Linked DNA regions of Mus musculus: regions 1, 2, 4 and 5 are each linked to region 3. The links are chromatin contacts, called in public Hi-C and promoter capture Hi-C maps. All regions are on one chromosome and are shown on one strand. Each heading gives the region's core, a stretch centred on a gene start, on an enhancer-like site or on the middle of the called end of the contact. The rest is flanking DNA. Distances are from core to core; before and after follow the strand shown.

Region 1 (2,700 bases), core at 43-2,542, 3.8 Mb after region 3:
TAACAATTGTCTTTAGTCTCCACACAGACTTCAAACACTGCAATCTTCTTTGAGGCTGACGCTGCACACCTCAAGCCTGGTCAGGAAGGGATGAACTCCCAAGAGCAGGGACATCTTAACACACTAATATGGGCTTTGTACCGGGCAAGTCTGGATTGGAAACTCGCGATCCTGAGAAGGTGCTCTGCCCAGTGGAAGGCAAAGTCCGACCTAGGATTATTCATTCTTGATTATGTCAGAGAACTTGCTGTCTTGGCCTCTAGATTACAACGGGCTGACCTGGTGTTTTCTTGTCCGATGTGATACCAGGTCTGGAGTTGGAAAGCCACATTCCTACCTGACTAACGCAGGAGTCATTTAAGGGTTTAGATGTCAGTGAGCGCGGAAGGTAGGAGAGCAACGTTGTCCTTGCAGTCACTACAAATAAACAGAATCCAAGGATGGTTAATGTTGCCACCGAAGCAAAATCCCAGTCAGCCCTAAGCTTTGGGAAGACCTGCCACTGCAGCCGAGTCCTCACAGGGACCTCTCCCGGGTGGGGTCAGCTTCCAGCCCGGGAAGAGGCGGGAGACGTGCCGCAAGGCCTGGGATGTGGGGTCTAGGCCAGAGAGTCGGGGTGCGGCCGCTCAGCTATGGGATCAACGATCGCAACAGCCCCGGCTGTCCTGGCTCCCACCGCACCTGGCCCCGGCAGAACGCGGCTCTCAGCGAGGGCGCGGCCCCGCCAGGCCAGCGATGGGGCGGGCCGGCGCCACGGGGCGCTCCGCCCCCGATGATGCGGCGGCCTCCGACTGGCCCCCGGCCCGTCACTCACTCCTCACCATGGTTGCAGCACAAAGCAACAAGCCCCGGAGGCCGCTTCCTCCCTGAAGAGTGGCTCCGGCGGCCGCCGAGGCGCAGGAGAAGGAAGAGGCGGGGAAGAGGAGGCGGTCGCCGTTCAGCAGACGCTTGGCGGGGCTGCGCGCTCCGCTCTCGGCCTCGCGCCCGCCGGGGACCCGTGTCTGGCCCGCCGCGCCCGCCCGCCGCACGGACGACGCACAAAGTTGCCTAGAGCGCGGGGGCCGCGCGGGGAGCAGCCGCGCTCAGGCGCCGATGGGGGCGGGCGGCTGGAGCTGCGCGGCCCGCGGGGATGCAGCAGCAGTCGGGAGGCGCGGCCGACAGTAGACGGAGGCGCGGCGCGGCCACGGCGGCCGAGGCCAGCGGGCTCGGTGGCTCCCAGACCTGAGCCGGGCTCACCAGGCTCAGCGCGCGGCCCTCCCTCTCGACCGGCGCGCGAGGACCCGGGACGCGTCAGAGCGAGCGCGGCCGGAGCGGGTAGAGCCAGGGCCCCGCCGGAGAGGCTCCGCCCGCCGTCGCTTGCACCTCCCTAAAAATAACTCGGCCCGCCGGGGCCAGCGCGATCCGCGACCGATCGGGAGCGCTGCCGGGCAGTCGCTGAGTCCGAGTCTACGGACAGCAAGCCGCGAGGAGGAGGAGGGCAGCTCCGGGCTGCACGGACCTTTCGTGCTGTCTGCGCCCCGGCCCCGCGCCTGGGCTGGTTTGCCTCGGGCAGTGGCGCTGGGCCGGGAGGCCGGCGAGTGTGTGGAGCGGACCCGGTGCGCCCCGCAGGGGGAGATGGCGTCCTACGTGGATAATAGCTTCCGCCAAGCGGTGATGAAGAACCCCGCCGAGAGGACCCCCCAGGTGAGACGCGCCGCCACCCGCCGTGGGGTTGGTGTCTGCAGACTGCGCCCTTCCAGTGCCCCGGCACTCCTCTGCTGGGGAAGCATCCCATTTCCCCCATCCAGGACCTTCCCTGCCCCAACTTCCAAGGGCATTCTTTTCAGACTGTTCTGCGATTGCTGCCCTCTCCTCTGCTGTCCTTTTCGTTGCGCTCCCCGTAGCTGACCTTGCCTGCGCCTTTGCGGGACTAGTTGTCTATAGGGTATGCCTTTCTCCGGCCACACTCCTTGGGGTTGAGTCTTGGGGTCAGGTCTCAGCTCCTCTCGGCCGGGTACTCTTGTCACCCTGACTGCAGGCTCAGTTACTCTCTTGCATGTATCCCATCTTTAGAGTTTAGGGGTGTTTAATGAGCTGTAAGCAGGAACTTGCAGGGTTGTGCGATGAACTGACTGGCCTAGGTGGGCCTTGTAAAGTGAAAGCCTGTCTTTAGTTACTACTTTACTTTCTTGAAAGAGGAATGTTGTTATCCATCGAAAGGAAAAAGTTGACAGGCCAGCGCTTTTCATTCCAATTGTAGATGTAAGTGCAGAACAGGCGTATTCGACTCCGTCTTCTTCGCAGGGCAGATTCTTTCGGTTTGCACAATATGGTCAAAATTAGATGAGTGGTTAACGTTTATACAATTGTTTATCCTCAGGTTTTTTTTTTTATTTTTAAACGGAGGGATAGCTGGTGGGTTAGATTTGATTTTTCTTAGATTGGATTAGCGAGGGAGGAGTGTTATAAAAAATGTGGTTTGATTTCCGTTGCTTACTGGCTACATGACGTAGATTCCTAAATGTTGGGATGGCGACTACAGGCGATCCTGCTTGCCAACCCTGCAGGCAAAGAAGATCTACAGATCCTTGGGGCCAGCAAAAACAGCGAGGATCCGATACTTGACAAAAGTTGCTTTGCTTGTCTGGGGATGGGATGCCATCTGTCCAAATCCAAGTGCTGCCCATCTCTGATGATGATTATTTAATGGGCGAGAGACTA
Region 2 (2,700 bases), core at 87-2,586, 3.2 Mb after region 3:
TAATCCACTCCAAGAGGCCTGCCTGCCTCAAACTCAGACTAGGCCAGGACCTAGCACTTCCTCTTCTTGAAGTTCACATCTGTGTCTTCTGCTGTGCTAGTATCCGGCCTAGAGAGACAGCCTTGCTGTCTAGGAGAGGTCTGTCACACACACACACACACACACACACACACACACACACACACACAAGAGCGCGCACACAGACACATATGGACGCGCGCGCACACATACACACACATGCACGCACACACACACGCACACAGTCACACACACACACTCACACGAACACATGCACAGAGAGAGAGAGAGAGAGAGAGAGAGAGAGAGAGAGAGAGGGAGAGAGGGAGAGAGGGAGACAGAGAGAGATGAACACACACACACACAAACACACACACACACACACACACACACACACACGAGCGCACACACAGACACACATATGGACGTGCGCGCACACATACACACACACGCGCACGCACACAGTCACACACACACACACACACACACGTGGTTTTCAGCTACAGAAGAGGCAGGTAAATCTACATCATATGCTAGTGGTTGCTTTTACCTCTGAATCTCAATCGGATGTCCGAAGCCTGCACTCCTGTCCATTGCTCTTGATTCTTACAGCTCTTTAGGTGGGGTGGGATACAGCTACTGCTCTGGAACGTGATGCACAGCCTGGTTTCACAGGAAAGCTTCCTGGAAGCTATTTTCAAAGAAATTACCTCCCGGGCCAAGCTTTATTTTCCGCAACTCCAGTGTATGGATTTGTATAAAGCCACCTCCCTTGTCTACTGAAATGTGCCAGCAAGCCACAAAGGCATTTAGTTCACATTACAGTAGCACACATTAATTGTTTACATTTGTCTAAGCTCATGATTCCAGCTACATGGGAGGCTGAGGCAGGAGGATCACAGAGTCTACTTGGGCTGTGGAGTGAGCGTTAAGCCAGTCTAGGCAACTTCGGAATAAGCTGTCTCAACTTTAAAAAGGGGGAATGAGAGTTGGGAGTGCAAATTAGGAGAGATTGCCTAACAACAAAGGCAAACCGGGATGGAATGAGCATTTATTTTGTAACTGTGTGAGGTAGCTCCGGCTTTGTCTCATCCACAAACTGCACAATTAAAGGTGTGGTGTTTAGCAGAAGGTGACTTGCTACTCACTGAACGAGCTCTTCTTTAAAGGGGGGGGGGGGGGGGGGGCACGACACTCTCTAGTTAACTCGCTGACTGACAGAGGGCCTGAGGACTCCTTAGTCACCTGACTGAGCTCCAGCCCTCCGCTGGGAGGGTGTCCTGAGCCTCCGCCTGGGAGGGACTCCGGTCTCCCTTCAGATTCCGGCAGGAAGTCCGCACGCGTCCAGGGAAGAGTCAGCGCAGTGAGACCCCACCAGGTCACCTGAGTCTAAGGTGCCCCTGGGTCTGAGAGCCGCCCTGCAACCTTCAGCTCCTCGGGAAAACTCGCAGAGCAAGTAAGTGCCAGCACTCGTGACGTCAGCCCAGAGACAGGCGAAGCTGCACTCAGATTGGAGGAAATTAAAGGAAACCAGAAATGAAATCTTTAAACTAGAGCAGGCGGCATTGATCGAGCGCCGGCACTATCTTAAACGCAGGGGAGGAGCTGCTTAAAACTTTAAAGTAGTCGGGAGAAAAAGCAGATATACCAGTAATGAAACGAAAGTAGTAAATTTTTTAGAAAGAATGAATGTAGCTTAATAAAATATTAAGTGGATACTTAACACGTAAACCTTAGAATCCTTGGACTTGAGACTTTTCCACGGAATGTTGAAAGCTTTTACCTTGGAGAAATACGAACTATTTCGATAGCTGCTGCCTGGTTGGTAATCTGTCTAAGGTAAACGCGTGTGGGCAGGTCACGTGCTACCTGACCCACGTGATATTTATGGTCCTATTGTCTAACTAAAACTTGAAAAAATTTTAAATGAATGGGAGGGATCTAGCACAAGTTTAAAGCTTGACTGAGCTCTGAAGCGAGTTTAAAGTCTGCCTAGAAAAGCTTGGCGAGACTGTCTCAAATCAAACAAAGTAAAAACGGGGTTCGGGTATAGCTGAGCAGAGCGTTTGCCGAGCATGCCGTATTATTAAAAAATATAATAATAATAATAATAATAATAATAATAATGGATTTTGTTTGCTTGCTTGCTTTTTTAAAGACAGGGTCACACTAGTGTTGTCCTGGATGGTCTGGAACTAGCTATGTAAACCAAGCAGGCGATGATCTCAAAGATCTTCCTGCTTCTGCCTTCTGAGTGCCGGAAGTTAGCTTGCTACCAACCTAGACTGAAAATAAGATTTTTAGAGGAATAATTTGGGGCTAGGTTTGTGCGAAAAAAGGGTTGGGGATACATGTTCAGTAAAGTAATGATGCTTCTCTTTACCACAGAAATGTCACTGATTTAACGCGAGATGGACTCTTCCTTATGGCAGTCTGGGATTGTTGGTTCACAGGGAATTAGATCATGTGCTTTTGGAAATGCTCTGGAGCCGTGTGCTGTAAACGAACATCGTTTATCTAAGGCAATAACTGACTGGAGTTGATTCAGCAGTCAAATGAGGTCATGCGCTCTAATTAGCACTACTAATTATTCATCCAATTCAGGCTGAAACCTGTGGCTGCCCATCAATACCCCTTAGTGGAGCCTTCTTTTCTGTAAAATAATCTACCTCATTAAATGGT
Region 3 (2,700 bases), core at 187-2,686:
GCACTTTTAAGACCTTTCAAAGTCCCCTCCTCCCCTCTCTCTGCACCCTTCTGTTAATATTAAATACTTTAGCAACTGAAAAGGAATAAAGCTTACCTCTCTTCATCCAAAGGCACGGGTTTTCCATTATCAGCCACAAACATGTCATGGGTCCTCTTCAATGACCTGAACACCAGTGTGTGTACAGAATGCTTCTGTACCTCCTGTAAAGAGACAGCCAAAAATCACACATCTAACAAGAGACCCATACACCCTAATCGACATGAGAGTCATTATGCAATTTCCACGCTAAATATGGAGAAGGATATACACTCCTCAATAACTGTAACAAACTACAGCAATCAACAACGAAGATGAGAAAGCTCCTGTCTGGCCAGAGCTCTTAGAAAAGTAACTGAGTAATGCCTACAATGTGTTCAGTAGATATTTACCGAGCTAGTACTGTATGCGGCATGCAGTGTACTCAAGAGGCAACAGACAAAAATAAGCAAAATAATTCCACATTTTTGGAGGGTTCTATGAAAATAGGCAATGGGATGAGTTGGTGGGGGGAGAATTGGTAGATATAATCAAGAAAGGTTTCTCTCAGGTGATAAGCAGAGAGGGAGACAGCCTTACACGGAATAGAGGTACAAGCAGTGAAAGTGTGGGAAATCCCACTGCAAAGGTGTCCAGATAACTCAGAACCGCAGCAGTTGTGAATGCTGCGGAAGTGTGGGTTTCCAGGGTCGGTGAGGTTTAGACCTCTGCCACCACCAACATTTTTACTCTATAACACTGGAACAGAAAGCAGCACTGAACTACACTCCTGCAATGTGTTCGTTAATCCTAAGCACTTAGACCAGCTGGAAGTTATTGAATGAGTCCGGGCAAAAGATGTTAGGCTAGACTCGGAGGACTGCAGTGGACCTGGAACGCAGTGGGTGGGAGTAAGAAACGTTTGGGATACGCAAGAACAAACAAACAAACAAAATCAAGAACCGCACGCCTCTACTGCGGTAGAGATGAAATAACAGTGGAACTGACAAGACAGCACGGACTAGCATCCCAGCCACGGTGGGAACATCAGAAGCCCCGCCTCCCAGGAGACGGCCAGGTACCTACGACAACACACGGACTGCAGGATTCCCTCAGGCTTCCCGCCGACTGAAGCTCGGACTTGGGATGTCATCGGCCTTCCTCCCACCCCGACGTGCCGAGACCACCAGCTTTGACTACAGTTCCTTTCCCCAGATTCCCACCACTTTCATCCTACACTTCCGTGGGCAAAGCAAAGCTCCAGGGACAAACGACTCCCAAGTACCCAAGCATCACTTTACCTCCACCATGTCGCCGCCGTTTAGTCTACCCCTCCAGCAGCGAAGGAACTCAAATAATCGCCGCAGAAAACGCCGCCACTATTCGGCAGCTCTTTCCGGAGATTGGGGCCCGTCGCCGGACGTGACGCTAACCGCACATGCGTATTGGCAACCCGCCGCGCAGGGGTCGAGGGGCGGAGTCTAGCGGTGGAGGGCGGAAGCTAGGCGGAGTTGCGCGGAGCCTCTTGGAGGAGAGCGGGACTTCGGCAGCCGCTGGGCGGGACTGGGGCGGGGTTTGGGCGGGGACGAACGATGTCTCCAGGCAGAAGGGCGGGTCTCGGCGGAGCTGGGCGGAGTCTCCTGCCTGAGGGCGGAGATTTCAGCCGGAGCTAAGGGAGCGCGCCAGCCTTAACGTTTAGGGGCGGTACCTGCTTCCAGAAGCTTGGTGCTCCTTACTTGGAGGTTTTAAGCAAGCAACTTTTTCGTTTCTTTTCTTTTTTTCGAGACAGGGTTTCTCTATGTAGCCCTGGCTGTCCTGGAACTCACTCTGTAGACCAGGCTGGCCTCGAACTCAGAAATCCTCCTGCTTCTGCCTCCCAAGTGCAGAGATTAAAGGCGTGCGCCGCCACCACTGTCCAGCTTAAACAAGCAATTAAAAAAAAAAAAAAAAAAAGGTTGAGAACTTAAGTTGGTTTTATTTTATTTGGCTTGACGCTAAAGTGTTGAGGTTTTGTGATTTACCCAGGTTAAAAATAAATCTGTGGCTTATATGATCGATCGTTTTCAAATGTTTTCTGTATTGATGTAGTTGCTATTTGCGATCTTAAGGCGTTTTCACAGATTGTGCGTCTTCCTGAACTGTGGTTAAGTTCACGGATACCGTCCTCAGAATACTGCGAATACTTTGAGAAGGATGAAACGTAGCGCCGATACAGCAATGCTCTCGCTCGATTTATATTTTAATTCATTAAAAACATGAAGGTCGTGTTTTTAACCTGAAAATGGACATTTCTAGTCTTTTTAGTTTTGAGCCTTAACGTCAGCGCCATCTTTGTAGCCCGCAAGTAGTCATTTCTAAATGTGAATGTGAGTTTAGCCAAAGGATCTTATTTTCTGTAAAAGTGGCTAATGTTTGTGCACGTTGCAAGGAAATAGTAATAGCCATAGAAAAGAACATTTTAAATCACAAAACACTAAGGAAATGTAAGAAAGACCTTAATGTATCTATGTTAATATAACTACTAGACAACTCTCATTAAACTTGTGAGATACCTTAGTCATCCTGAACACAGCTTATGCAAGGCTCATAAGGGCAGTCTACTGAGGTAAACCACACTAGGTTTTACTCTTCTTACAGCTCTTGAATTAAGCCACCCGTGTGAAAATTTCCTTCTTAAATGAA
Region 4 (2,700 bases), core at 113-2,612, 3.1 Mb before region 3:
AAAATACTAACATAAGAATGGGGAAGCCATTTTTTATGGTGGGGGTTTGGGGATGTGGAGGGGTGGAGATAGAGGTAGAGAAATGGCTTAGTGGTTAAGAGTAGTAGTGACTGCTCTTCTAGAGGACCCAGGTTCAATTCCCAGGACCCACATGATAGCTCACAACTGTCTGTAACTCCAGTTCCAGGGGATCTGGGACTTTCACACAGACAAACATGCAGGCAAACCATATAAAATAAAAATAAAGACATCACTTTTAAAAGTGGGGAAGGGGTGGTTTGCATTAAGAAAATTGGTGGGCAGTTAGGTACAACAATTGATCACGACTGTGCCTTTTTGGGGTGCTAGAGATGGAATCCGTTGTCTCAGGCATGCTGAGGCTTTTCCAGGACACCACTCTAGTCCCCACTCCACTAAAAACCCAAACACTCCTCCTATCCCAGAAAAAACAAAACCAACCAACCAAAAACCCAGGGCTGTCGAGATGGCTCAGCTGGTAAAGGCACCTGCAGAGACCTCTCAGGCAGTGAGGAGGCAGGGCACATTGTATGGCAGCGCTGCGGGCCAGTGTGCGCAGGATGGCAGCCTCTCCCTGAGCCTTATACCCACATAGTGGAAGAAGAGAACCAACTCTTGAGAATAGGTCTCTGACCTCCACACAGAGACCTGTGAGGCACAGGACCACACACATAGTCATACAAAAAAAAAATGTGATTACAAATGTGTAAGAGTTACATATGTATATATGTGTGTGTGTGTATATATATATTCTCTCCTCTCCCCTTCCCAGTCTGTCTTGCTAGGTAGTTCAGGCTAGTACTCACCATATACTCCAGGCTCTCCTCCAACTTGCTGTCCTCCTGCCTCCAGAGCTCTGGGATTGCACACACGGCTAAGCCTCTTTTTTCATGAAAGTTCACAACACAGCCAAGCCCAAGAGTAGTCAGCACGTGAACAGCGTGCCCGAAGTCATGCTTATTGAATTACACTAATGTTTTGAAATAGATCACATGAATATTCCCGTTTTACACCCGAGGGAACTGATGGCTAAAGAGGTCAGAAGGCTAAGTACTGTTGGAATCACCATTTGAACATGGATTTGCTATCTCTGATTCAAAGCCCATGGTCTAGGGAAGAAACGTACTCTCAAAATTAGAAACAGAGAGTTCCCACCCTCGGGGCAACGGAAACCACAAGAAACCTGAAGTGGGTTGAGCATCTCTGACAATCTGCAGGCTCCCATGCACAGCCTAGCCAGCCCGCGGCCCGCTGCGCGACCTCCCGACACACGAGGGCGCTGTCGCAGCACGGCGGGAAACGAGCCGCCAGCTAGTGTCGCGAGATTCTTAAAGCCGGAAGGGCGAAAGAGCAAGGGTCACGTAGACGGCGCTCCCCGCCCGGCTCGCGTTAAGTTCTCGCGCGAGTTGTACTTCCGCCCTTTTGGCTCTCCGGTCGGCACCATGGCGGTCGGCAAGAACAAGCGCCTGACGAAAGGTGGCAAGAAGGGAGCTAAGAAGAAAGTGTGAGTGGCGGATCGCGCGGGTCCCCGGCCGTTGGGCTCCGCAGGAGTTGGTGGGCGGGTTCTGGGGTGCGGCGTGGGGCGGATGGTGAGGATGCGGGGTGGATTGCGCGGCGGTGCTGCGCTGCGCGGCTGGCGGGTGCGTCCCGGGCGGCCGCCTCTCCGCCACCCGGCCGGGTGTCGCGCGCCGCGTGTGATCTCCGCCCTGCGTCTCTAGCAGTCGCTCGCGTGTCGCGCGCGAACTGTGGGCTCCTGGGTTGCTGGAAGTCCGTGGCACTTTTTAACACCGCTCTACGTCAGTCACTCTGGCTGTCCATGTCGGGACCCCATGTCAACTTGTGTGCTGGGCTCTCGTGGGACCGACCTGGAGACCCGGGACACTTGTTTAGCAGCAGTTTGTGCTGTTGCGGACCAGTCACTGTCACAGGTCCCTGAGGTTCCAGGGCAGTGTGTATATAGTACTGCCTGTGTGATGGAGGAGTGGGGAAGGCATGGCTTCGAACTTACTGCTTTGTGCACTGGCAGACCAGCCGGCCTCGCAGACGTTCACCCCACGGGGAGGACGTCCGTCGTGTTAAGTGCAGGCCGATTGCAAGATCGTGCCTGGGAAACTGTTAACAGAAGTCTGAAGGATAAGAAGCGTTTAAAAGTGGTCGGGAGTGTTGTTACAATTTACAGAGAAACTTGAGGTTATTTTTCTCCCATCCAGGGTCGATCCATTTTCTAAGAAAGACTGGTACGATGTGAAAGCTCCAGCCATGTTCAATATTAGGAACATCGGGAAGACACTAGTCACGAGGACTCAAGGAACCAGTGAGTACTGTGGGCCCCTTTTGCTTTGTTCCTAAGCTGTGGCATGTGCATATTAACCGGCGCCTTGGTCAACTCTGATGGGGCGCTGGATTGAAATGTCAGCCCAGTGGTTGGAGGGCCTGGCATTGGGAGTGCTTGGTCTTAGTACAGATGTGGCAGCAATGAAGTGTTTGTACAGCTGTCCAAGAGAACGTTTAGGTGTTGGCAGTAAGCCACTGGTGTGAAGGTGGGTTTGGTTAACAAGTTAACAGGGTTTGTGGTTCTTTTTTAGAAATTGCCTCTGATGGCCTCAAGGGTCGTGTGTTTGAAGTGAGCCTTGCTGATCTACAGAATGATGAAGTTGCGTTTAGAAAATTCAAGCTAATCAC
Region 5 (2,700 bases), core at 191-2,690, 3.4 Mb after region 3:
CATAAGTGGATGCTCACAGTCAGCTATTGGATGGATCACAGGGCCCCCAATGGAGGAGCTTGAGAAAGTACCCAAGGAGCTAAAGAGATCTGCAACCCTATAGGTGGAACAACATTATGAACTAACCAGTACCCCGGAGCTCTTGACTCTAGCTGCATATGTATCAAAAGATGGCCTAGTCGGCCTTCAATGGAAAGAACGGCCCATTGGACTGGCAAACTCTATATGCCTCAGTACAGGGGAACGCCAGGGCCAAAAAGTGGGAGTGGGTGGGTAGGGGAGTGGGAGAGGGTATGGGGGACTTTTGGGATAGCATTGGAAATGTAAATGAGGAAAATACCTAATAATAAATAAATAAAGTGCCGCTGTGACCCTCCAACCCCTCAGCGTTATACGTGTTGGGGTCAGGAAGTTATTTCTGGGAATTCGAGATTGAACAAAAACTTTACAGAATTTTTGCATTGCAAGATTCTGTTCTAAACTGTCCTATCAAATCCATCTGCCGGCTGTGATTAGCCCTGGTCCACTCAAGTCCAACACAGAGCCAAGTAAGCGACACACAACAGCATCACCAGCTGGCCCTGGGCTGGTGGCCAACTAGAAGCACAAGCTCGAGTCCCTTAGAAAGCACCAATGGGCAAGGAGGCAAGCTATGACCGCCCAAAGTGCTCCGAGGGATGGGAGGAGGCGGAGAGAGGATCCTGGCAGCGGGGCTGCGGATGACCGCTAGCAGAAGGAGAAGGAAAGAAAGATGCGGGAAGAGAGAGCCGAGGCTAGCCCTCAACTCCAAGAACCGCAGGCAGGAGCACCCTAGCTGCAATCAGCTCTCAGCCGCAACGGCGACACTCACGTCTCCGATCTGCAGCTCCACTTGCTCCAGCGGGTCCACGGTTGGACCGGGACTCCTGCTCGGATCCCGCCAGCCCAAACTCACTGGCATGCTGAGGGACGACGAAGAGGCGCCTGACGACGGAGATGAGGGAGGCGGCGGCGGCGGCGAAGAAGCCCGAAACTCCTCAGAGTCAGCCATGGGAGTGAGCTGGGGCTACTGGACCGGATCAAGCAACCGAACCCTCACCAACTGCCTTTCGACCGCTCGCGCCCAAAGCCCATAGGCTCCGCCTCCTCCCACACGGAGTCCCGCCCCATCTTCTCGTTTGTCTCTGCCCTGGACCCCAAGTACGTCTCATTTTTTCCAGACAGCCAATCAGATATCAAGCCAGGCGTCACCAGGCTCCTGCGCACAGCTCCAGGAGCTAAACACTACAACTCCCAGAATGCCTAGCAAATCAGCCTCGCTATGCTTCTAGGGCGCATGCGCACACGCGAGAGCTTGTCGGCCTCTTCTGCACACTAGGTTCCTGGCTGAGGATGACTGGGAGATGGAGTCTTCTGCCTTTTCCTGGCTTGTATGTGACCCGGAAACCTTACTGGCCTTCGTGTCCTCTGTGGCGCCGGCGCAAAGCAGAAGAGGGGCGGGTACGCCGCGAAGCAAGGGCGGTCGGCAGAGCCCAGACGCTGACAGAAGCTGAGCAGTCGGGGCTTCTTGGCAGGTGATGGCGCCCCTCGTAGCCTAGAAGTCCAGCACCCTCGGCAAGCCGCAGACCCACGCCTCTCTCCTTTGTATCTGGTCAAGTCTCCGGGTCACTTTGAACATGTTGGTGCGACTAACCAAGCTGTCCTGCCCTGGTGAGACGAAACTCCTGGTGGGGACAGAAGGAGCAAGGTGGATAAGTTGGGACAAAACAAGACTGGGGCCACACCCGGGGTACTGCCAGCATCTCTTTCCTTGTCTATTGTCTTAGGCTAAACTAGGGCAAAGGTCAATGCTGTCAGCGCCTGGTGGCCGACCCTACCTTACCGACCTTGGAGTTGCCCCAGTTGGCAGAATTATCATCTAGGTTAAAGGTCATGAGAAGAGAAAATTGTCAACACTGCCCCCTCGGTGGAGTTCCCCCAAATGCCGCTCCTAATCTTTACCTCAAGGCTCAGGTATTATCTGCCGCCTTATTAGGAATGGGAAAGAAAGAAAAACTTGTGTGGGTTTTCGCCTTGGCTCTGACCTGACTTTGCAGCCATAATAGTCTAATCTTAATTGAAGTCTGAGCTCTCATATCGTATTAACTCATATATTACCAATTATGTCTGGAGTCGGAATTTTTTCTGCATTATCCAGAGTTAACACCAGGCGTTTCTGTTATGGGTGTTTCTTAAAGCAGTTGCAGGATAGTTTTAAGTTTTTACTTAAAAACAACCCCCTCGTTCAAACAGAAGTTTAGAGGATCTTGAATTCTGTTGTAACTGGCTTAATATAAATCTTTACTGAAGTTAATTTGGCTGTGGGATTTTTAAACAAGTATTTGTATACTTGTTTAAACAATATGGTGTATATTCAAACCAAGCATCTATTATCCACAGAAGATGGTATGCTTTGAGAGCCATCAGTTTACAGTCTAATTTAGATGCAGTCTTGGATCTAGTCAGTGACTTTTCTTTAAACGCTAATTTGTTACATTTTCATTACTCAGTGTTACCTCTAGTGGTGACAACTAAATGTGCTAAGTATGTCGTGTATGGCTGATCCGGTGTTCAGTGACTCTGACTTTGCTTTCTACTGGAACTCTGTCTTTATGCCTAAATGTTCAGATGGGTCATGAGAGATACCATGCTCGTTTAAGCAAAGGAATAAACGTTATACCT

What was found. Promoter capture Hi-C pulls out the DNA fragments that hold promoters and counts their contacts. A called contact is a pair of places that touch in the nucleus more often than the background predicts.
Region 1: a promoter capture Hi-C map of pre-B cells shows a contact between it and region 3, with 4 times the contacts expected there. The contact joins the promoter of 6430573P05Rik here to the promoter of Plrg1 in region 3. A contact is called at or near these places in 2 of 39 promoter capture datasets (frontonasal cranial neural crest and pre-B cells) and 1 of 484 Hi-C or Micro-C datasets (uterus).
Region 2: a contact with region 3 is called in a promoter capture Hi-C map of liver, with 7 times the contacts expected there. The contact joins the promoter of Tmem144 here to the promoter of Plrg1 in region 3. A contact is called at or near these places in 4 of 39 promoter capture datasets (cranial neural crest, liver and pre-B cells) and 2 of 484 Hi-C or Micro-C datasets (CD4 T cells and pre-B cells).
Region 4: a Hi-C map of muscle stem cells shows a contact between it and region 3, with 4 times the contacts expected there. The contact joins the promoter of Rps3a1 here to the promoter of Plrg1 in region 3. A contact is called at or near these places in 1 of 39 promoter capture datasets (pre-B cells) and 2 of 484 Hi-C or Micro-C datasets (CD4 T cells and muscle stem cells).
Region 5: a promoter capture Hi-C map of pre-B cells shows a contact between it and region 3. The contact joins the promoter of Etfdh here to the promoter of Plrg1 in region 3. A contact is called at or near these places in 2 of 39 promoter capture datasets (liver and pre-B cells), 1 of 484 Hi-C or Micro-C datasets (regulatory T cells) and 1 of 9 other capture datasets (liver).

What each region holds. Positions count from the first base shown.
Region 1 is chr3:79,285,447-79,288,146 of GRCm38.p6, reverse strand. It overlaps 6430573P05Rik (RIKEN cDNA 6430573P05 gene), which reads right to left and starts at 1,292. Exons shown (of 2, transcript NR_165170.1): 1 at 338-1,292. It also overlaps a transcript of Rapgef2 not described here.
Region 2 is chr3:79,841,545-79,844,244 of GRCm38.p6, reverse strand. It overlaps Tmem144 (transmembrane protein 144), which reads left to right and starts at 1,336. Exons shown (of 12, transcript NM_001379543.1): 1 at 1,336-1,474.
Region 3 is chr3:83,054,274-83,056,973 of GRCm38.p6, reverse strand. It overlaps Plrg1 (pleiotropic regulator 1), which reads right to left and starts at 1,436. Exons shown (of 15, transcript NM_016784.3): 1 at 1,320-1,436; 2 at 97-203. The coding sequence starts at 1,328.
Region 4 is chr3:86,141,330-86,144,029 of GRCm38.p6, reverse strand. Rps3a1 (ribosomal protein S3A1) reads left to right here and starts at 1,362. Exons shown (of 6, transcript NM_016959.4): 1 at 1,362-1,522; 2 at 2,229-2,332; 3 at 2,604-2,700. The coding sequence starts at 1,461.
Region 5 is chr3:79,627,507-79,630,206 of GRCm38.p6, reverse strand. It overlaps Etfdh (electron transferring flavoprotein, dehydrogenase), which reads left to right and starts at 1,440. Exons shown (of 13, transcript NM_025794.2): 1 at 1,440-1,689. The coding sequence starts at 1,656. It overlaps 4930579G24Rik (RIKEN cDNA 4930579G24 gene), which reads right to left and starts at 1,128. Exons shown (of 2, transcript NM_029482.1): 1 at 851-1,128. The coding sequence starts at 1,030.